Linked DNA regions of Mus musculus: regions 2 and 3 are each linked to region 1. Evidence: chromatin contacts called from public promoter capture Hi-C data. All regions are on one chromosome and are shown on one strand. Each heading gives the region's core, a stretch centred on a gene start, on an enhancer-like site or on the middle of the called end of the contact. The rest is flanking DNA. Distances are from core to core; before and after follow the strand shown. Region 1 holds the start of Ccdc150 (coiled-coil domain containing 150). Region 2 overlaps Hecw2 (HECT, C2 and WW domain containing E3 ubiquitin protein ligase 2). Region 3 holds the start of Stk17b (serine/threonine kinase 17b (apoptosis-inducing)).

The links. Promoter capture Hi-C pulls out the DNA fragments that hold promoters and counts their contacts. Capture Hi-C pulls out chosen DNA fragments and counts their contacts.
Region 2: a contact with region 1 is called in a promoter capture Hi-C map of embryonic stem cells, with 3 times the contacts expected there. The contact joins the enhancer-like site here to the promoter of Ccdc150 in region 1. A contact is called at or near these places in 11 of 39 promoter capture datasets (the 3T3-L1 cell line, cranial neural crest, embryonic stem cells and 4 more), 1 of 15 datasets of contacts at CTCF or cohesin (the NIH/3T3 cell line), 1 of 115 datasets of contacts at active chromatin or transcription factors (trophoblast stem cells) and 2 of 9 other capture datasets (liver and macrophages).
Region 3: a promoter capture Hi-C map of adipose tissue shows a contact between it and region 1, with 2.1 times the contacts expected there. The contact joins the promoter of Stk17b here to the promoter of Ccdc150 in region 1. A contact is called at or near these places in 7 of 39 promoter capture datasets (the 3T3-L1 cell line, 3T3-L1-derived adipocytes, cranial neural crest and 3 more), 2 of 484 Hi-C or Micro-C datasets (muscle stem cells and uterus), 1 of 115 datasets of contacts at active chromatin or transcription factors (stem cell-derived neural progenitor cells) and 1 of 9 other capture datasets (adipose tissue).

What each region holds. Positions count from the first base shown.
Region 1 is chr1:54,249,396-54,252,157 of GRCm38.p6, forward strand. Ccdc150 (coiled-coil domain containing 150) reads left to right here and starts at 1,288. Exons shown (of 28, transcript NM_030025.2): 1 at 1,288-1,490. The coding sequence starts at 1,434. Gm51622 (a long non-coding RNA gene) reads right to left here and starts at 1,218. Exons shown (of 3, transcript XR_003947818.1): 1 at 894-1,218.
Region 2 is chr1:53,928,681-53,931,380 of GRCm38.p6, forward strand. It overlaps Hecw2 (HECT, C2 and WW domain containing E3 ubiquitin protein ligase 2), which reads right to left. Exons shown (of 29, transcript NM_001001883.3): 7 at 2,290-2,429. Among named protein-coding and RNA genes, the nearest start is that of Mir7681, 81 kb to the left of the region's middle. Within about 2 kb of position 1,356, at least 9 of the 459 cell types and tissues checked have an H3K27ac peak or open chromatin away from gene starts, as enhancers often do.
Region 3 is chr1:53,783,863-53,786,665 of GRCm38.p6, forward strand. It overlaps Stk17b (serine/threonine kinase 17b (apoptosis-inducing)), which reads right to left and starts at 1,353. Exons shown (of 8, transcript NM_133810.3): 1 at 1,212-1,353.

The sequences.
Region 1 (2,762 bases), core at 38-2,537:
TCAAAAAGTAAAAACCCAACAAACAAATAAACAAAAATATCCACCCAAACCAACCACAAAATTAGATGTTGAATGTGATGAATTTTCAATTAAAGAGAAACCGAATCTCTAGCTGATAAATTTATTATCAATATTGAAAATTTTAAATCCATTTCTCCAACTTTGCAATTGTTTGACCTAAATTCTTACTTGCCAGGTGATGGACACAAGAAGTGAAAGGCACCGACTTAATTCAGTTTAACTCTCTGACTACTGCCTAATCGGGAGACGTGAGCTTGTGAATTTTCTCATCTCACCAAAGCCTGAGGCTTTTCTGGGGAGTGCATACATGTGTCCTTCATCTGTTCTACAGAAAAATCTTGTTGAATGGAAGTGAAATCATATATACACTGAAAATTACCAGCTTTTTTTTTTTTTTTTTTTTTTTTTGCACTAATGCGTTTTCATTTTTATGTTTAAAGTTGTTTTTGAACAAAGGCATTTCTTTTCATGGGTCATTCACAGTCTTATGAATGTCTTAACAGCTGTGGCTCAATGGGCAGGTATCCTCCCCCCTGCTCAGGAGGCCCCAGTCACCAAAAGAATCAGAATAGCATTTCTGTCAAGACACCTGCGAAGTGACAACTCTCAGACTCAACTCTCAGACTAGGTTTATCAGGTTTATTCCCTCAGCCAGAAGGAAGAGCTTTGATTGCCCTGTGTGGGGTACCAATCATTTGGTCCTGTGTCCTGAAACTCAGGTGAAGTTGAATACCACGTTCTTAACTATAGGAGGGTTTTCACGAAGTGTAAACACTTTTAAGGCAAAACTGAAAAACATGACACCTTTTTTCTCCTTCCCCGGCTTTTCCCTTCTTTCCCTTCCTTCCTCCCTTTCCACCGGCTTCGTTTACCTGTCAACAAGGAATCAAAATCTACGCTGAAGAGACAGAAGACTAGAGAGTAGCGTCTGCGTGGCTTACTCTCTACCTGATCGTTATGAAAGAGGACCGAGTGGATTCTTTTGACAAGAACGAGCTGATTTTTTTTACATTCTTGTGTTCATTAACAAAATATTTGTTAGTTTCTCATAGTTCATACGTTATTTGGTCCTCTGGTTCTCCAACAACTGAAAACATCTGATCTTGGCCTCTTCTTGCTTCCTGCAGGGTGCGCCTAGTAATTAGGGCAAAGCCGACCCAATCGAGGAGAGGGCAGCAACTACGTTTCCCAGCGTGCTCTGCTGGAAACACAATGGAGTTTGGCGTCATCCGGGTCACGTGGTCTCGCGTTTCCCGGAGCACTGAGGGATTCCGGCCAGGGTCCCTCCCCAAGTGGAGGGCCCTGCTGGGCCGGGAAAACTACACTTCCCGGCATGCCTCACCTCGGGTGCGCCTGCGTGCCGGAGCAACCCTGCTGGCGAGCGGGTTGGTTTAAAGAGCTGTTTTAGTTCCATGGAAACAAACTTGCTGCCTGGAGGACCGAGCTACGGGCTGTTGGATGAATCAGGGGTGAGGCTGCCGGGCCCACACAGGAAACTGAGGTGGGCGGCTTAGGGGGAGAGACCACGCCTCAGAACAAGGTTCCTTTCCCTCCCAGCCCGAGTCCAGTCCGGCCCTGGAGACCTCTAGAGCCTCGGTTTACCTTGCTTCAGCACCCTGCCTGGCTGTGAAAACAAGCCAGGTTAAGTTGGCCTTGGTTGGACCACAGCTGCAGAAGGGTGGCCAGCCGCTGAGACCTCTACTTTAGTTGCTGTTCCCCATTTAGGTATACAGTTAGTTGAAGGTTCCTGGCGAAGGCTTTTTCAACATTAAGGCATGGTTTTCTGCCACTTGTTATCCTCCCTGGTTTGCTTCCTGGACGTGAGGCGTCTCCATTTGTATTTGTACACTGTTTCTTGCTTGAGCGGAGATAGATGTTTGTTAAGTATTGTCGTGTTTGGCACCCACAACAGCCAAGATACTATGCTAGGCTCAACAACACCAACAAAAGGATTGTAACCCTACGTGAATCAACGTGGGTCAAACACAGATTCTTGGGGTTTTGTTGGTTGGTTGGTTGGTTGGTTTGTGGACTTCCCCCGTGCTAGGGAATTATACACAGGGACAAATAAAGGGCTATTTTAAACTAGCTGCTTTCCAGGCACCATTTGGGACATAACACACACCCGTTTCCTTCCTCCGACAGAAATTGCATGCTCCGCGACAGTAAGATCCATTCTGATGCTGACAGCAGATATCTAGAAACCCTTTAGAGACATGAATACAAATGTGGTGTCTCTCAGTCTATGCTACAAATGCCATAGTACGATTAATGCCAATAACCCCTTTTGCACACGACTTGGTCCATGGTTTGATGAAGACAAGCAGGCACTTCACCTGCATAGGACTAAATTCTATTTTGTCATCTGAAGAGAGAGAACTGAAGCCAGAAGGTAGAAAGGAACATACAAGACCTAAGATGGGAGGAACCTGGGTTATTGCACAGCGGAGTGCCTGCCAAGACCATTTGGTAGTGTGTGCCTGTAATTCTAGCCTTGGGAGGTAGAGACCTGAGGAGAAGTTTAAAGTCATCCTCACATCGAGTTTGAGGGAAGCTTGAGCTACACAAGACCCTGCCTCAAACCTAAAATAAGTAAATAAATAAACCGTAATGAGATGCATTTATGTATTCCTTCCTTAGCAGACCCTTCCTGGTAAGCTTGTGTGTTTTTTGAGATCCCAGAAAGGCAGCTTTTTTCTTTTGCTGCCTCCTTTCTCCCTTTTTCTGGTTCTGACACCAGC
Region 2 (2,700 bases), core at 106-2,605, 320 kb before region 1:
AAAACCACTAGTGATGCTAATGAGGGAAGATTTGCAAAAGCAATGTTTAAGGTAGAGAATGAGTGTTCTATAAGAGTTATAAGGAAAGGACTGTACACATCTGTTTTAGTTACTGTCTCATCTCCAATGCCCAACACAGTGCTTGACATTTAGTAGGCACTTAATGGATACATAATAACTAACTGCCAAACAAGAACCATTACGTGGAATAATTTTAACTGAGAAAAACATCCTCAATTCAACTCTCCCATATCACAGTTCAGAAAAGTGGCCTATGCCTCTTGGATCCTCCATGAAGAGTGTGTTCTGTACGGAGTGTGGGTCCCGGTTCTCCTCCTGAGTTTGTCCAGCCCATCCAGACTCAAGCTGCTTCCTGCTATGATGTATCATTACGAAGAATATGCTATACATTACTACTATTATAAAAAACAAACAACAAAAGACTTTCTCTAGATGCCCGAGGCATTCTCCCACTAATTGGAGAAAATGATAACCATAGGACCGTGACAAGTCTTTTGGAAAGGAAGCTGGCCATGCCATGGAAAATTTTACGGTTAAACAAATGCTTTAAAAAAAGATTAGGAAGTGTAGATTATCCCATAAAGCCCTGCCCTGGACACTATCACCTATTTCAGATAGCTGCAGTTCACCAAATGTGTAACTAACCAAAGTACAGCCCTTTCAAGATGTATTGATTACTCAATAGAAAACAATAATCAGGTCAGAAATTTTAACATATGCCAGTATCTGGTACGATGGCAATGCTTTTAGCCTGTTCATGGAAAGACATCTCACTTCTGACACTTTGTGAATGCATTTTGGACTTCCTTACACTACACACAGAGCTGGGTCTGTCTCTCCCGTGGGTGTTTAGCTCTTTAAAAGACTAACACAAACACCACTGACAAGCTCAAGCCATTCCTTGATCAATCTTGCTATCAGTACATAAATGGATACAGATATAGTACCTGAATTAGATGGTTATAATTAATATAAATCAAGTGAGAAATATACTAGCTTTATTGCAGTTGATTCCTAACATAATCATTCACTGTTGATACACGCTAAGAATAATTTCAAAAGTTCTCAAAATATATCTTCTAGAAGCTATAATTATTATCTTTAAAAATAACTGTCATGTCTCAGCTTTTTATCAGATAAACCAAGCTCCTAGAGTTTTGTATTATTGCTTTATTTTGTGTGGGCTGTCCACCCACCCTGGTCACATCTTCTGAAAATCAAGCGGAACAGAATCCATCAGAATCTGTGAGTTTGATGGGGCTAGAGGGGCCTCATAGTCTGAGTAATCGTTTTCAGATGAGGAAACAGAAACCCCAGAAACCTGAAGTGAATGTGGAGGGTCAGGTCTCCACTGGCAACACTTACAGGCAGAACTCAAGGTGTAAAAAGTGCAGTGAATATGCAGGGCCAGCTTCCCGGGCAGGGAACAACTACAACTTGTCCTCCAGATGTTTCAGAGAGCAGCGGGTCTAGAGCAGAGGGACTGAGCTCAGATCTCGGCTCTCCCACCTGCAGCCTGAGAGCCTCATCTCTGAAATGACTAGCATCACACCCTCCACCTCTGGGAGTTGCTGACACTATGTGGACAAGTCTCTGAAATAGTCTAACGATGGGCAGGGTAACAACCCAGCATCCGAGGGGGTTGCCCCCACTGCCGCTATGAGGAGGGGGCTCATATTACCACACATTCAAAAGGTTCTTCTGAAGTGAAAAAAAGACACACAAAATGACCTAATACCGCCCCAGAGTACTTGCAGTATTGAGTTTGCTAGTAGCCACGATATAAAACTATGTATTACATAACAATGGGTGGGGGCATGTTGTATTTCTTAACTACTCACAACTTACATAGACAGCTTACAGGAGTGAAAAACTAAATCTAAGTCTCCAAATAAGTTTGGTTTTTGTGTTTCAGGAATAAAGGTAGGCCCTGTGGATGGAATTTATCAGGATAAGATGAGGGTGGAACATTCTCATGAGAGGGTGTCACAGCAAGATTTCAACATGCCCTCGAACCAGCCGAGTAGCAGGAGAATGGTCACTGACTGCTATCTAGGTGAGACTTGGGAAAGGATTGATACCACAAGGAGGTGAATCATTGGAACAAGGTATTTTGGGTCCAGTGCACTTTATTGAGCATAAGGGCACTTATTAAAGAGACACATTCCACTTCTTATCGACAAGACACACCCAGGGACTACCAAGCTTCACTTCTGTCTCCTCAAAAACTAATCTCAGAAGAGAGGCAAGTGAGGGGCAGTTAGTTACCCAGCCTGCCGCTCCAGCAGCCTCTGCACTGGAATGGTTAGTTTCCCCAGGAAGCGTTTGATGATGGGCCGGCTCTTGGCAAATTTGTCTTTGATTTCAATTTCTAAGACATCAGTCAAAAGTGCAAAAAAGGAGTATTTCTGAAATTAAAAAAGAACATACAACATGTTGGCTTAGAAGACAAACACAACATCTTATCATTTTATATACAGAAAATGGTATCTCTTAAACTGATGGCACACAGAGTTCATATTACCAGTTGCTGTCAATTCTGTACTCAGATAAAACAAATGAAAGTCACGAAGATTCTTAAAACAAAAAAAGTTTAAAATCTGAGTGGCAACAGAAATCCTTTCATCCAATGATGCACTTCCTTGGGTTAGTAGTTACAGGCAGGATAGTATCAAAGAT
Region 3 (2,803 bases), core at 103-2,602, 470 kb before region 1:
ATACAAAAAATTTTGAAATCACAGAAATATTACTTCTCTAACTTAAGCATACTGTCATGTAAGTAAATTTACTTTAATAGTAAACCTTCATTCCAGAAAATTATCTAAAATGTATGTGTATCTCAAAAAAACCAATTACTTGAAATATTAAAACTACCAAAAAATTAAATTAATATCAAAAAGATTAGGTGAAAAGACAGGTCTAAAATTTGGTCACGATTTCCATGGACTAGTGTTTTTTAATATACACAATTTTAAGGCACTGTGATTCAATTTTTATGAAGTTGTTGAAAACCATTTCTGGGCATCTCACTGTGAAGACTGTACCAATGAGAAAGGAGTTTATATCTCTCCATAATAAAACTGTGCTCCTGGAGTTCTAAATTCCATGTTACATATGCCTCCACTTGCCTCGTTACCTCTGCAGACCTTGCTGCTCAAGGCACAGCCTCTCTCCCAGTCTTGAACACTTAAAAAGTCCACACGGTATCAAACCTGCCGGCGAGGTTCGGTGTTATCGGTACCATGTATGTAAACATGACGTCAGCCAAACCCTCAGTGAATGTCACACTGCAAGCTAATGATTATGGTTGAAATTCCTAGGCTTTCAGAAGTATTTCTTAATTCCAACTTGCAAGCTGAAGCCAGCGCTTCTCTAGTCCCAGCACAGCCACGGCCACTAGCCACCAGCCGGCCGGCCGTGAAGTTTCTTTCAACTTTGTCTCCACTCATCTATATCCCGAGAGTGAAGCCAAATTAAGCGCTTTTCCCACGGTAAGGCCGAGTCGGGATAAAGATCCAGACCGTGGCCATGATGTGGCTGTCTAGTCTGAGGATGGGTCACAAGTACAGAAGAATTCCCACTGCTTTAAAGCCAAAAAGTCACGGAAACAGCTGTGGCTCCCCACGCCGGGACTGACAGCGGCCCACGCGATGACCGCAAAGTTTCTCCCAGGCTGCTGGCCGGACGCGTCCACCCGCCCCGACGTGAAGGCGTCCCGCGCCCACAGCACGCGAGCCCCGGAGCCACCCGGAGGACCACGTCGAGACGCCGCGGAGGCTATCGGGCATGGCCGCGCTCAGGGACGCCGGCTCTGGCCTTCGGGCTCGCCGCAGGGTCCCCGCGCCCCCACACCGACCGCTCCGCCGCAGCTCCGCGCCGTCGCGGGTTCTGCCCTCCCTCCGACCGGGCCACGGCTACACGGGCTCACCTCGCACTCTTCCCCACAACGGCTGGTCGCCGTCAGCCAGGCCCCTGTGAGGCGACTCCCGGCGGCGACCGCACAGACGCTGACCGACGCTTCTTACAGTTGAGGTTTGAAAAGTGCAGCCGCGTCTGGGACACTGTACTTCGACACAGACTCCGCCCTCTGCTGCCCAAGAGCCAATCGGAGCGATTACGGAGGGTGGGGTTGTCACGTGGGGGCGGGGCGGGGCGGCGGCCGGCAGCGCGTGCTGTGAGGCCGGGCCTCAGGAGGGGGGCGGGGAGTGGGCGGAGCGCCGAGCGCCTGAAGACTTGGTTGCTGGATGTAGCCTAGAACTGGACAGTGTGCAGGCCGGGTTGGGGGGGGGGGGGGGTCCGCGCCTCTTTTCCCACTTTTTCCACCTTCAGAGTAGTTCCGGGATGTGTAAGTATCGGGACACAAGAGATGAAAGAAGCCGATGTCCGGGCTCTTTGACTTGTGATGATTAAAGTTCTGTGTTTCAAATCTTCCTTGTCCTCTTCCTTACCTCCTGAACCTACCCTACAAATAGAGATTCCAGCTTGCTATGGGTTCTTGAAGCCATAAATAGGACTCCAGGATCCTAGTCTCTACAGCTGGATGTCTTAAGACACTAACTAGCTCAAGACACTGTAGGAGAATCTGAAGATGAACTAATTGCTGGTTTACTGTGGTAGGGGAAATGAGGAAAACTTGTACCTGCTCAATGCCCATTGCTACTTTCTTTCTTTCTTTCTTTCTTTCTTTCTTTCTTTCTTTCTTTCTTTCTTTCTTTCTTTCTTTCTTTCTTTCTTTCTTTCTTTCTTCCTCCCTCCCTCCCTCCCTCCCTCCCTCCCTCCCTCTCTCTCTCTCTCTCTCTCTCTCTCTCTTTCTTTCTTAGCAGTGTTAGAACACAGGGCCTTTCACATGCTTAGCAAGGGTTCCACTTCTAAGTTCCACCCCCAGGCCCCCAGATCTGTTAACTATTGAAGACTGTTTAAAAACTGAAAGTTTCGTGCTAGATACAGTAGGTTTACATACATATAAGATCCTAGGTTACTTATACGTTTATATGTAGCATCTACACATAGAATCTAGAACTGCTGAAGGGTACTTTTTTAGTAGGTATAAAAAACTATTGGGAAAAATTCTGTGAGTGGAACTCTCTTGCTTTTAGAACATCTTAGCAACCATTTTATGTTCTTCCCCTGTCACATTTAACCAAGATTTCTTCAAGCCATCTGCTTGCCCTTCCAAGCAGTGTATGTCCCAGGACACATGCATTTAAAGTTATCAAAACCATTTCATGAGGTCTGTGTTGTTATTTAGACAGGCCTCAGTATAATGTATTGATTCTTTAAGTGTTGTCAAATGGATAATGTTGCATCTTTTTAGCCAGGGAAGCATAAATGTTAAGGTGTCCACAAACCAATGAGATTGTTCCCATACTTTCTTCCAGGAAACAGCAGCTGCATCCAAAAGTGTCAGTACCAAGGCTTAGCCAGTGCCCTCTTGGAGTTCCTTGTGATCGTTTTTGGTGTTTAGATGTTTGTAACTGTTTTAAACTTAAACAATTCCTTGATCTCCGGCTTTTGAATGTA